Linked DNA regions of Triticum aestivum: region 1 is linked to region 2. Evidence: chromatin contacts called from public Hi-C data. All regions are on one chromosome and are shown on one strand. The core of a region is the stretch at or near the end of the contact, and the rest is flanking DNA. Distances in the headings are between cores, read along the strand shown. Region 1 holds the start of LOC123119623. Region 2 holds the start of LOC123119622 (cyclin-A3-2).

The links. A called contact is a pair of places that touch in the nucleus more often than the background predicts.
Region 1: a contact with region 2 is called in a Hi-C map of leaf, with 2.7 times the contacts expected there. The contact joins the promoter of LOC123119623 here to the promoter of LOC123119622 in region 2. A contact is called at or near these places in 2 of 5 Hi-C or Micro-C datasets (both in leaf).

The regions. Positions count from the first base shown.
Region 1 is chr5D:88,959,262-88,966,771 of IWGSC CS RefSeq v2.1, forward strand. LOC123119623 reads right to left here and starts at 3,908. Exons shown (of 6, transcript XM_044539481.1): 1 at 3,605-3,908; 2 at 2,974-3,179; 3 at 1,892-2,177; 4 at 1,062-1,169; 5 at 635-885; 6 at 36-536. The coding sequence starts at 3,811. The coding sequence ends at 446.
Region 2 is chr5D:88,605,969-88,612,473 of IWGSC CS RefSeq v2.1, forward strand. LOC123119622 (cyclin-A3-2) reads right to left here and starts at 4,213. Exons shown (of 7, transcript XM_044539480.1): 1 at 3,593-4,213; 2 at 3,234-3,466; 3 at 2,996-3,148; 4 at 2,860-2,893; 5 at 2,599-2,748; 6 at 2,368-2,502; 7 at 1,901-2,279. The coding sequence starts at 3,952. The coding sequence ends at 2,208.

The DNA of each region.
Region 1 (7,510 bases), core at 2,658-5,157, 350 kb after region 2:
CGCGTTGGCTCAGGACAGCAGAAACACCCTTCAAGTTGACACAAATAACAAGGGCCTTAGATAGTTAGATCAATGCGGTTCAACTATGATACAATCACAGAATTATACATATAGATAACCAGACTTTACAGATGACAAAAGAGTCGCAAAGGTTGATTACTACACTACCAGAACATATGCACAGCACGATCCACGAGGAAGCGAAAAGAAACAACCACCTGGTAACTTCGCAGGTACTACCCGCTACTCCGCAGGCAACTCAGCCATTTCGAGCTTTTGTGGCGACAGCGAATAGGAGACCACATACCCTGGTCCGCGGACCTTCTCTTTCCTGTGTACACGGTCACAGATGATAGGGAACAACCAGAACGTTTCTGTTTTGGGTGATGACAACCCACTGGCAAAGCTTCATGATGCCTAAGCATGGCCATTGTCACCATGGGAATCACAACCTTGTGTCACTTGACATTTCCAGGAGCTGCGAAAGCTCTAACCGGCGCTCGAGGCCTCGGATGTAGTGGCCCAGCAGCATACACCTGAACAGCCATCGCAGAAACGGGTGATCAGAGTTCACCTCCAACGTACCAATAGGCAACGTAGGAAAAGAGGGCTATAAATCCATTTGTATTATTACCAGAATAATAGACGCGCAAGATGATCCCGGGGAATAGATATGAGGGGCTGAAATGGGAGCGATACATCCTCCACGAGTTCAGCACGGTCATCATCCCCATTCCCGAAATTCAGGGTTCCACCAGCCATGTTCTCTGATGGTGGAGGGGGCTTTGCATGCATTTTGGGGGAGAGAGTTGCTAGAAGACCATGTACCACGGAATGAATAGCTTCCTGCACACCAGGGCAGGAAGGTTCCGAGAGTTCGATAACCTGTAAAAAATAGTTAAGTGGCTCAAATCAGACACAAAACAGGTACCCAGCGAACCTGAGAAGCTTATCCATTGAGTTGTTCAACTAAAGGACAATAAGAAGCACTGGATAGACTACAGGCAGAAACAAGAGGAAACATATTACTGCTGCATGAAGAAGTAGGAGATAGAACAAACCGTGTCAGGTGATAATGATCTCAAGTAGTCAAGTAACTCATTTTTTTCTTCTCCAGCAAACTGTTGCATTTGCAAGGAAGAATTTTTCTTCTTGAGTTCATGTAGCTCCTGCAGGAATGAAAATAGAATAAGCATCCCAATAAAATCCGATGAGTGGAAACTTAAGGCAAGAAGATTAGAAAGAACAGAAATGGGACTAATTTCTTGCTGAAGAAAGTAAGATGACCTCAGGCATCACAGAAACTAGCCTTCTTGTGAATTTTTGATACAAAAAGGTAACTGTGCGAAAAATGCACCATGGCTTTGATAGCTAATACATAGGACTGCTCATAAAAACAGAATAAACATCTAAAACTGAGAACTCTGTTTTACTATATCTTTCCTCGGCCTACTATGCTTACAGCCCACTGATCCTGAGAAAAGGACAGGCCCAGTGCTACAAGTTGGGGTCTGGGGAAGGATTATACGAGGCAAGCCTCACCCCTGCACAGCGCAATGCAGAGAGGCCGCGTCGAACACAAGACCTCATGGCACAAGTGGGGAGTACTTCACCACTGCACCAGGCCTGTCCTTCGCACTAATCCTGAGAAAAGTAAATAAGAAATGACCATAATGCATATCTCTACTAAATAAATTATTTATATAACCATTCTCAACGTTAATTGACAGGGGTATAGAACGGAGTCAACACAATAACCACACTACTGATTTCCTCAATACACAGACATTTTGAAATGGAGTATCCCGAGGTAGGAGAGACTGAGAGGTAGTGAAACAGTTGGAGTAACAATCATCTTATATTGCCAAATTAAGTATGAAATAGATGTTACCCTTTCCATAGAATCCAAGCGAGACTGCAATTGGAGAATATGTTCTTTTGCTTGAGCGTTTAAGCTATCTAATCCACCCATATTTTCCGATAATAAATTGTCATCCCTCTTTTCTGATTCATTAGTCGCTTCATCGTCTTCTGATAATCTCAAAATAGATCCTCCCAAACCGAGGTCACTGTGACTATATTCAGTGCTATCTCTTTCCTTGCACTCAGTTTCATCATCAGACAACTCTAGGATTCTTTCAAGGGAGAGCCTGTATTCAGCATTAGACAGAGTGTACCTGAAATACAGACAAAGTAACTTTAGGTGATAATTATACCTGGCATGTTTATCATGTTTGTGAGTAGGCAGTGCAAGCCAAGTGCGCATATAAGAAAGCAAAAAGTACCAAGGGGCAGGAGCTTGTTCAAATTTCCTGTCTTGTTTTAGAAAAGTGAATAAAGCAAGTTTTCGATCCTTTTCTTACTAACAACTATTACCACATGAAAATAAGTTGATCAAGGTCAGTGTTTCAGACTGAAGTCTGAATGATTAAGTTTGGCTAGCATGTTTTGATCTGCTGCTTCTCAAATTGTGAAACAAATGTAGTCATTCAATAACAAATGGAAGGGCATGGAAAAAATCAAGCAGGATTTGCACATTCTATGTGACAAACGTCTAAGTACACAAGACAGCAATTCTACCAGCATTAAAATCGGACACTCAAAGAAACTATACAACATGAATCGGATTTTATGGTTCACACCCTTAAAACATGTTTTTGACATGTGCGACTCAAAGTGCAGCAAACTGTTTGATAACTGCCCTTTTTACAGTGAGTAGTGACGTTGAATTTCGATTTCCTAGACAGAGATAATAAGAGCATGCTACAGCAGGCTACCAGCCTACCACTAATGGCGTACTTTTCCAGTCCACCTCAGATAACGGGTTGACCTAGATTCCACATCAAGTCATTTGCTACTTTTATATGCACACAATTGCAAAAGGACCATGCCAAAATGTGTCTTCTTTTGACCAGAGACAATCAAATTCAACTATAATCTATACGAATGGTATGATTCAGGAGAAAAGCATACCCTGTCTTTATTGAAGATATCACCAACTTGAAGAAGGGATCCCAAAGGGCCTCCACGACAACACGGAACTGATCAGACGGAAGGAGACCCAACATGCCCGAAACAGTCCTCTTCATTGCATCCACAGTTTCAGGAGGAACATCTCTCTGGACTACACTTAGATCCAAAGGTTCTACATCTTTTATCAAGTTCCAAAGTAAAGATTTCTGCAAACAATACAAGCGTGTCATGGTAATGAACAGCATCAGTACATCAACTCGATAGGATTAAAAGATGCTAATCCTATTCTAGTACATCGATTCGATAGGATATGAGTAACTTTTTCCAGTGGAAGGCTGGAAGCTCACAAGAATCTAATTCTTTGTCAGTGGGAGGTAAATAACTTCATCACACCTGTCTGGAGACACCTCAATCTACAGGTAACCTATTCTATGCTGCTTATGATTTCAGCTTCTGTCTGCACGATCGTATTTTAAAAAAAATTGTGTTGCGGAGTTGCACACATGATTATGACTATATAATAATTTGTATATATTGCCCCAACAAAGGGGCAGAGTTTCCTTTCGCTAGCACGGACAGACAGACAGACACCCGCTCCACGGAGGAGCATCGGCATCGGCATCGCGCTCACCTCGGGGAAACCGTGGAGATGCCTCCCGCGCGCGTGGAGCTCGTCGGGTGACGCCGCGGAGGAGGCCGCCGCCACCACGACCCCGAGCCTCCTGCGCCGGACGCCGCCCGCCGCCAGTTGAGGAACGGGGACGCGGAGGAGCCGGCTCCCGGGGACGTGCACGGCCGCCCCTTGCGGCGGCGCGCGGATGCCGGCAGAGATCGGCATGTGCGGGCGGCCGTCGCCGGCGGCGAGACTCCTCTCTGATTATCTGGCGAGGTCTGGTGCTTGGTTGGTGGGTGGTGGTTCGAGCGGGCGCCTAGCTGGACCCAGGATAAGCGCCAGCTCGGGTGCCACTGCCATGCGGGCCCGGCGGGACGTAACGCGTGGACACGCTCCGGCCTTCCCACGTATGGCCTCGCGTGGACCGTCGCGTCACGTTCACCCTCGCGTCACGTACTGAGTGAGCATTGCCGCATCTGCGCCAGCAGAACAGGCCCAGTTCCCGTGTACCGCGGCACACTGTAACGTTTTTTTATGGTAATACGCATCTCATTCATATAAAAAGAGTACAAGTCACGTAATAATCAACATGATAAAATTAAATAGACAACAGAACACTAGCATTTGCACAAAACACTACCAGCCAAGAAGTAAAAATACAATCAGGATTGAAGACTCCCTGAGCTGAACATCAACACTCGTCATCTGCTTCTGGCACCACCACAGCAGTGACCAAAGTAAAAAATGATGGATCACCTCCTCACCCAAATTCGACACGGTTCCATCACTGATATGCAGCTTTGTGGACCTTTAAGGTGGCTCACCAAAAGTGAAGCCATTGTCGTTGGACGAATCAGACCGGGGCAACACCCCGGACACGCCATCGAACTTCAGATCTGACACACCACCACGACTAAGACACAGAAGGAGAAACCATACCTGGCAGCCATCAACCATGAACCCAGCACGCGTTCCGTCTTTCAGATGTCGTTGATGCAGAGCCACAATCTGCATCCGCTCCTGAACTACCTCACAAGCTCCACGCCGCTCTGGAGCGAATGTTGTCGCAACGATGGAGACTGAGGACACATGTCCACCACGAGGATGCCACCGCCGCCGCACCATCCTTACTTGAACAGACTGGATTTCAAAAACATCCTCAATCATAGGACCGATCACCTCATCGGGGTAGGATCTGAAGAGACTTTATTCAACACCGTCATAATCGCCGCCGAAGCCAAGACGATGAACAACCTAAAAACTAAGATACTTTAGCCTAAAACTATCCACATGTGTGGATCCGGCAACCCCCTCACGACCAACTAGCGAGGCCACCGGCGAAGGAACTCTCTTGTGACAGCGCTGGCGAGATCGCCTTAGCCTTGAGAGAGAGAGAGAGAAAGAACAATTCACGGCACACTGTAATGTGTAGGCTCCAAAAGTCATCACAAACTCCGAGTTGTAATCGCCAAAAAAGAAAAAATTCCGAGTTGTACACTATAACGCGCAGTCCAATCACACGGAAAAAACATCATACTTTTTTTACATAGTACAGACATGGACGCTCATACACTCGTTACTATAAACACATATATACTCTATCTTTATGACCAACTTCAAAAAACTGAGACCATACATCATCTTGAGATTGAAAGTAGTCAGAGAAGTTTTTGTAGTCAACGGGAACATCTCCTTTCAATGACACATCGCTGGAAGATATAAAATTCCTGTTTACAACTTAAACCCTGATGGGCTTTGTCATTCTAACCATTCAACCATAAATTGATTCACACGAAAAAACATCATCACAAACTCGTTTGCAGCAAATTATGGAATAACTAAGCACGTAAGTTAGCTGTGTTGGTTTAGCACGCGAGCTTTGTGAACCGTGATGCATGGTCAGTTGATCGCTGGGTCAAACGTGTAGGGATTTGTCTGCCGTGACCAGGCGATCACAATTCACAAAAATCACATGGTTGTTGGATGCGGGGCGGCTAAGCAGCTAGATTGGTTTTGTCAACGATGCGATTTGTTTAGTGACTAGTGAGCTGCCGTCCAAGACCAGCTTAATTAGCCAGTGCTACCAACGAAGCAGGTTCTTTGACTCATCATTGCACTGACGATACTCACGAAACAAATTCACAACGACGACATATGATGATTTGTCTGCGCACGGTTAGTCCGTTGACATAACCGTAATTTCCCACAAAAGAACAAGTAACTGTAAAATCAATCATATACTACAAGGTCGATCTTGGAATGAACAATTCATCAAGTTATTATCATGTGACATACGTGGTAAGCAATTCAAACTATCTTAAAAAAATTAAGCTATTGCCAGGAAAACACACAACCCCTTGGGAGCCTGCTTGCAATCCATGGAGGAATAGGTTTCCTTTCTCGTAAGTCGTCGTTGCCGCCTTCCTCTCACTCTTGTCGGTGTTTCGTGTGTCTCCTCCCGAGAACCTTTCAAAAACCATTTGGCGGATCCTCAGGCATCTCCTTTCACTCGTATCAGTCATACTTTGGATGGTAGTCGTTTTGGCAGCTTGTGTGATCCACTAAGTAGGTAAAGGCATGGCCAATGCACCGCCCCACGGAGCCACGTAGAATCAGACTGCAGTCTGTAGGTTCAGTATAGCTTCAAGCATGTCGGTGTTGCTTGCAGAGGAGGTCGATGCTCTAGGTAAAAAGAAATACCTAGTAGCGGAGAGAGAGGGGGGAAATTTAGGCGTGTAGGGTAGGAAAAAGTGTTGCGGGACTACCTCACGTATAATAGTTTTGTGTATGGTTTGGGTACGACAAGAGAGAGAGACCTGGTTGTATCGCATGTGGCCTATCATGTAAGATAAGTCCATTATAACAATATCGTACTAGGAAAAAAGTAGATTAGGGTAAGTGGCAGGCTGAACCACTACTTCCTTTGGGTGGTGCATGGTTTGAACTGTGGTTTTAGTGCTTCAGATAGATGAGGCTAGCGCTTGGTGTGGCCTCCATAGTTCATGCCTTAATAGGAGTGATGCTGACGGTTGTCAGTCGAGGCAATGGCAGATCAAGACAAGCCCTGATGATCCATGCAATGATCGGGCCTAGCGATGACAATGTGTGTGAGAGCTTAGATGACGATGAGTTTCACCCAGATATCAAAAAGGTTCCTTTCCAAAGGCATTGATACACGGGCGCTAAAACATATTCTCCTAATGAAAAATCCGAGACCTGGCCTCACTGCGCAAACTTCACGAGGACAAAGAGAGCCATGTCACTCAATGGAGGCGTCACGCTAATAACTAGAATCATTTGCACCTCATTATCGCATGATAGTTGTTAGTGCATATGGACGATCTCTTGATAGTCTCCGACAAATGATCTACAAGGATCTCGGTTTGGCATGTATCGTGTGTTGGGAACTCCATGACATGCCTTTTTATTTGTCAAGACAGTCGAATTAACATCGTTGTATGTTTTCTAGATGGTGTGGAAGCTAGGAGGATAGGTAAGCAATTTTGGAAAGCAGCGGCAATTTAGTGTCAAGTGTGATTCACTAAGTCAATAATGATTTTGCGTCCTCTAAAACTTACTTGCAAATAGTGAGGGCCATGTGCTAATTTATTAATTATCCTAGTCTTAACTATCTCTAACTCACTTTTGGTATTTTTTGAAACAAGGGCAAAAGCTTTGTGACATTTTATTGACCGAGAAGACAATTCGATATGTACAAACAACATATGTGGGCGGGATACTGAAAGGAACTACTCTCACGGCATGATGCATCTCAAATGTTTAGCCCCGATGGTTGCCCAATATTCGGCTTTTTGGTTAATCATGGCGACGATGATAGACAGTAATGAAGAATGGTTTTGCAAAACCCATGCATTCCTTTTGTTGCAAATCGTCCAAGACACCAACATGACTAAAGATGACATG
Region 2 (6,505 bases), core at 2,963-5,462:
ATTAAAATTTTGCAAATTAAGCAGAGACACCTGAAGCCGCAAAGTCCGTTACAAAACAGTAAGATCATCTAACTTGAGCTATATTTTATACAAATAAATCAATCAGATATGGCATCTAAATTACTCCTTCCGTGAAAATACAGAGCATATTTTGCCTTGCACTTAGACCAAGGAAACATTGAAAAGGACTAAGCTGCCCCTAATTATCCCTGAAGTATTATTCAGTGTATCCATGTAGGGACACCAAGTAAAGGTAGCATATTCTTTAGGGAAAGAGATGGAAAATCACACTTTCTTTTGCACCAGAATTTGAAATGCACCTTGTATTTCCAAACAGAAGTAGTCTGCACAGCAGACTAAAGAAAACCAAGAAGCATACATCTGCGATCATCTGGTCTGCATATTGCTCAGTAAATGTGTTTTGAATCTCAATAATTGCTGTTTAGTGTGCCATCAAATTTATAACGAGTCATTCAGAAGTGAACACCTTATAGGCAGCAAATGGGTTGATCATTCATTGGAAATGACTCAGGCCTCTAGGATTTTGATTCAATAAAGAATGTTACACTAACAAGCTATCGAGGTGATAGTTAAATAGTGAAAAACAAGCATCATGCCAAGTATGATTATTCATGCAAGCTATGTTATTTAGGCCTATCGCTAATACAACCCCTAGGTAGAAAGGTAGGTCATAGGTACTGTAAGCACACTCACAGGTGACAGATCAAAAGAAAAAGAATCAGCAAAGGCAATGGATCAACATATATCAAACATTACCTGTGAGTTACTGTTTTCGTTAACCTAGCATACCATGGAGTATAATAGTTGGACAGAGATAATATCAACTCTCATGCAGATCAAAATAAATACCTTAAAAAATCACACGAAAATGAGCAAATTAACACATAGCTATGTGAAGCTTTGATTAAAAAAATGCAAATTAAGCAGAGATACAGATACCTGAAGCCGCGAAGTCCGGTACAAAACAGTAAGATCATCTAACTTGAGCTATATTTTATGCAAATTTATCAAGCAAATATGGCATCTAAATTACTCCTTCCGTGAAAATACCGAGCATATTTCACCTTGCACTTAGACCAAGGAAACATTGAAAAGGACTAGGCTACCCTAATTATCCCTGAAGTATTGCTCATTGTATGCATGTAGGGAACACCAAGTAAAGCTACTCCGTAGCATACTCTTTAGGGAAAGAGATGGAACAGCACACCTTTTGCATCAGAATTTGAAATACACCTTTCATTTCCAGACATAAGTAGTCTGGAATGCAGTATTGCATACAAAATTATTATTATTATGAGGAAAGTATTGCACACAATATTAGTAGTCACTGTTCATAAGAATGGCATTAGCAAGAATAGACACATGTAATCATTTATAACAAAGTAAAGAGGCAATTGCAGTGGAGATACAACAATTTGACACATCACTTCATTATAGTCCATCAAGTTGAAAAATGCAATGGACTAGTGCACAAACTTTGCTTGCACATTCATTAGCAAGAATAAATAATAAATATGTAACTATTTAGGAAGTTTCGGCTACATCAGTTGCCATCAGAAAAGAATTAAGAAGTGCCATCAAATTTATAACGAGTCATTCAGAAGTGAACACCTTATAGGCAGCAAATGGGTTGATCATTCATTGGAAATGACTCGGGCCTCTTGGATTTTGATTCAATAAAGAATGTTGCACTAACAAGCTATCAAGATGATAGTTAGATAGTGAAAAATAAGCATCTTGCCAAGTATGATTATTCATGCAAGCTATGTTATTTAGGCATATTTCTAATACAACCCCTTGGTAGAAAGGTAGGTCATAGGTATTGCAAGCACACTCACAGGTAACAGATCAAAAGAAGAAGAAAAATCAGCAAAGACAATGGATGAACATATATCAAACATTACAAATATGTGGCCAAACAGACCAAGGCACATTGTTCTAAGATATAATACAGAAGTACAATTCTACAAAAGAAGAGAATGCCTGGCCTCCTACTTGTGATAAACCTAGCTCCTAAATGAATTTGAAAAGCTCCTGGTTAAGCTTTTAAACCTCAAGCATCTAAACAGCTTCCAGCATTCTAACTTGTCTGAGAACCTGCTCTGAAACTGTAATTCTCCCTTATCACAAGGAGCTCAAGATGAGCTCAGAGTTATTAGCTTTACAGTGGAGCGGTCCAGGAACAACTATTCTGTTAAGTCTTGGAAGTACGATGCAGGGATCTCGACAGGAGGAAGCAACATCGATACACATTTGAACTGTTCCAAATGATTAGAGAATTAGACCAAACAATACAAGCATAACAACACCAAAGGAATATTACATAACTGTTGGAGTTGAGCATACCCTGTGTTGCTTATACTTGTCTCGAATTGCTGGTAACGATTGACCCTTTCTATTGAGCTGCAAATCATGTATGGCTATAATGCAATCCTTCAGCTCTGATGCCTTGTAGCCTGTCAGTTTATGCATTTCCTTGCCCTGCAACCACATAATCACAGGATAGCTTTAGCTTTGAGAACTTCAAATATCAAAAGCAACATTTCAAGCTTTCACATTCTACTTCTCCACTCTTACCCAAGGATTAGTGTCTGGTCCAATGGTCAGCCTAGCAAGAAAAAGTGATGAAGCAGCAACCACTGATGGCAAGAACCGGAGACAGCTGTAGTCCAGAAGACTCAGCTCAGCAAGATAGCTACCCATGAACTCCAGTAATAAGCTGGAGCGCTGTGACAAGCATGCAAGAATAACTTCAGGCACCCACACACATAAGCAGTTGAGGAAGAATTAAATCAAATGGATCCAATATGGAGAATTTAAAGGATTGGTAGTAGTCACCTTCTTGTCTTCTGGGCCAGATCTTGTAAACCGCCTGAAATTAGCAAAACAGGGGGGGAATGCACAAAGATTCAGTTGGACACGGAATGAAAATATTCAGAGATTATGAACTATTGGGTCAGTGACAGTATGCCACCTGAGGAAGGTCTTGATGGTCGGACTGCCTATCTCGAAGTTGAGGAGCTTGAGTATGTCGCTCTCCATGGTGAGAAGCTCCTGCCTGGTGTAGGTGTTGTCCGTGATGTAGCAGAAGTCCTCCACATGCGGGGGACTGATCTCCTCGTACTTCCTGCAACCACCCCAAAGCCAATCCAACTCAATCCACAAAATCTTTTCGAACCCTTCAAGGAAATGGGGCAGGAGGCTGCGCTTACGAGGCAATGAGCATTGCAGCGACACCAAGGAGCTGCAGCCTGTTGCGGCCGAGCGGGTTGGCGGAGAGGAAGCGGTCGACATAGGAGACTGTGAGGTAAAGCGTGTCGGCAACGAGCTTGTACTCCTCGGCAACCTCGACGAGCCAGTCGATTAGGATAGCCCGCATGTTGGCCGTCACGTCCGTCTGCACGGTCTCGATGTAGTCTGCCGCCGGCCGGCGCGGCGCCTCCACCTGCACACCCCATTCGGACGAACCAATGATTAGACATCAGACCAGTCGTTCCCACCCAACCCCAGCGCCGACGGATCGAGGCATCCGACGGCCAGAAATGGAGATCAGGAATCGGGAGTGCCGTACCTCCATAGTGCGGAGGTAGGTGTAGATGTCGGAGGCGTAGGACCCGCTGAGCTGGGTTTCGCTGCCGCCGCCGCCGCCGCTGACCTCCTCCTCGGCGGGGGTCGGCGAGGTGGACGCGCACCTGCTCAAGCCCCCGCGCTCCTCCTCCCCCTTGGCCGCAGCCGCGGGCTTGGCGGGCTTCGACGGCTGGCGGAGGACGACCCCCGCGTTGGAGACGATGGGGAGCTCGCTGAGCGCCACCCGCTTCCGCTTGGCGCCGCCGGAGGGGCCCGCGGAGCAGGTGGCGGCGCGCTTGGCCGCGGCACGGGTGAGCCGGGGGCCAGCCTCCGCGGCGGGGGCCGCGTTCTCCTTGTCGGCCATGGTCGGCGGGCTCGTGCTCCCCGGGGCGGCGGGGGTAGGGTTTGGGATTCGGTGCGCGGCGAGGGGAGATGGGAGGCGGCGGCGGTTGCGTTATGTAGAGGGGATTGGAGGAATGGGAGGGAAGATGGCCGCCAAAACACGCGAATTCGAAGAGGAGGGAGGGAGAAGAAGCCCGCGCTGCGCCGGGTTTCGCTTGCTGAGCTCTATAGGATTTTCGCTTGCTATAGGATTGGGGAATTTTGGATGGAGTGGGGCGCACGTGCTGGTGAGAGGTGGGCGGTAAAAGTTTTAAAATAATACGGAAATCCCGCGGCGCCTGCCTGCCCGCCAGCTCCCCCTCCGAAATCGTACTGGGCCTTCCGCGTTCCAGCGCGAAACAGCACACTCCGGATCGGGGGTTTCTCTTTTCTTGGCCCAACACTTTTTGGCCACGAAATTGTATTTCGGTGGTGGTGTCATCGTTATTAAAATATAGTACTTTTTTTTCTTTTTGCGAGAGACCGTGAGTTTTTCTTAGAGGAAAAGGACTCACGCCCCGGTTCCATTGCAATAACGAAACCACAGAACATTTGTTTTTGGAGCTACAAGGCGTGCAGGGGGAATAAAACAACAGAGATGCTGCCCCAGCACGGAAACTCTAGACGATCTACGCTCCTCAAGGAGCAAGAGAGCAAGAGAGCGAAATAAAAGTATCAAGTACATCATACATCAGCGCAAGCAATGAACATCAGAAAAAAAAATTGCACCGGGCGCATCTAAAAACCCCAGGTCTTCAGAGCGAGAATCCAGACCTGAAGTGAGGTCTTGTCGCTCCAGAGCATTGGTTCAGGCCTAGCCAGGGTCCGGCCACAGTAGGAGGGGCGGTGCTCGTGCCATTTGTTCCAGTCTTTGCACCAAGAGACGACATCTCCTCTTGGCGGGATCCGCACACCTGATCTCCCACGAGGCCAAAAAGGAAACTGTCCTTTGCCACAGAATCTGCATCCCAAGCCAAGGCACAGTATTAAAGCACATATCGTTTCGATATCTCCAGAGAGTCCATAATGCAGCTGCATGAAGCATAATATCCACAGTTTTGTTGCAATTTCTAGACCACCATTAAAGGAACCCATACGAGTTAAGCTCGATGTCGCCCCCTAGGGAGCCAAAAATCTCTCTCCAGAGTTCTCTCGAAACCACACAATCAAAAAATAGATGATTTACATATTCTAGTTCATTGCAATAAAGACAGGTAGCATCTGCTACATGTTGTCTTTTCTGAAGATTGTCCCTGGTTAGTGGCTTGTTCTTAACTAGCAACCAAAGGAAAATCTGAATTCTCTGAGGAACATTAGCATTCCAAATCGTCATAATGTTATCTAGAATCACTCCTCTAAAATTCACAAAGTTATAAAAGGATTTAACTATGTAAACCCACTTGGACTCCAAGTCCCAAATGATAGTGTCATCACTATCATTCAAAACCAGGTCCTTAACTGCACTAAAAAGCTCATTCCAAGCAGCAAGCATGTCCGGCGAAAAGCACCTCCTAAAGTTGATTTTCAAGGTCGTGCCATCCCAAACCTCACTGATGGAGACATTAGTTGAATTAGCAATATTGTACAGCTCCCAATAACTGGTAGCAAGTGTAGTATTGCCAATCCAACGATCTTCCCAAAATCTAACGCTCTTGCCATTACCCACCTTCCAGGAAAAGCCAACCTTGGCTGCTAAAATAGCCCAAAGTATTCCTTTCCAAAGAGGGGAGGCTCCAGTATCAGGACAGGCAAAGATGTTAGGACTACGAGTTCTGTATTTGGCATCAATAACTTGTTTCCAAATTTTACCATCATCATTAAAATATCTCTTGGACCAGGAGGCAAGCAGGCTAAGATTCATGTCAGCAATGTCAGGGATGCCCAAGCCACCATATTGTTTCTTGATGGAAATATTCCCCCAAGAAGCAAGGTGGTATTTATGATGCCCCCAATAATCATCCCAAAAATAGTGAGCAAGTTGAGAGCTAATCATTTTAGTGGCCCACTTAGGGAATTTCATAATCCCCATAAGATAGCAAGGAATCCTAGATAAGCAAGATTGAACAAGGGTAAGCCTCTTACCAGAGGAAAGTAATCTACCTCTCCAACCGGCCCCTTTCTTAATGGTTTTATCTATGGTAGGTTGTAGATCCTCTTTTATAAGTTTGCTATAGTGGAGAGGAGCCCCTAAATATTTAATGGGGAAATCTCCAAGCTTATAACCAAGGACCTGAGCAAATATATTAGCTTCCTCTCGGTCAATGTTAATAGGGACCAGATCACATTTATAAAAATTGATCCTCATCCCAAATAACTGTTCAAAACAAGACTGTAACCACTTAAGGTTTTTAGCATAAGATAAATTTTTACTCAAAAAGAGCAAGGTGTCATCAGCATATTGCATACTGATGATACCTGCAGGATTTGAGATGGGAAAAAGCCTTCCAACTTGTTATTTATAGAGGCCTTAACCAAAATTCTAGTAAAAACATCAAGAACTAGATTAAAAAGGAGGGGCGAGAATGGGTCTCCTTGC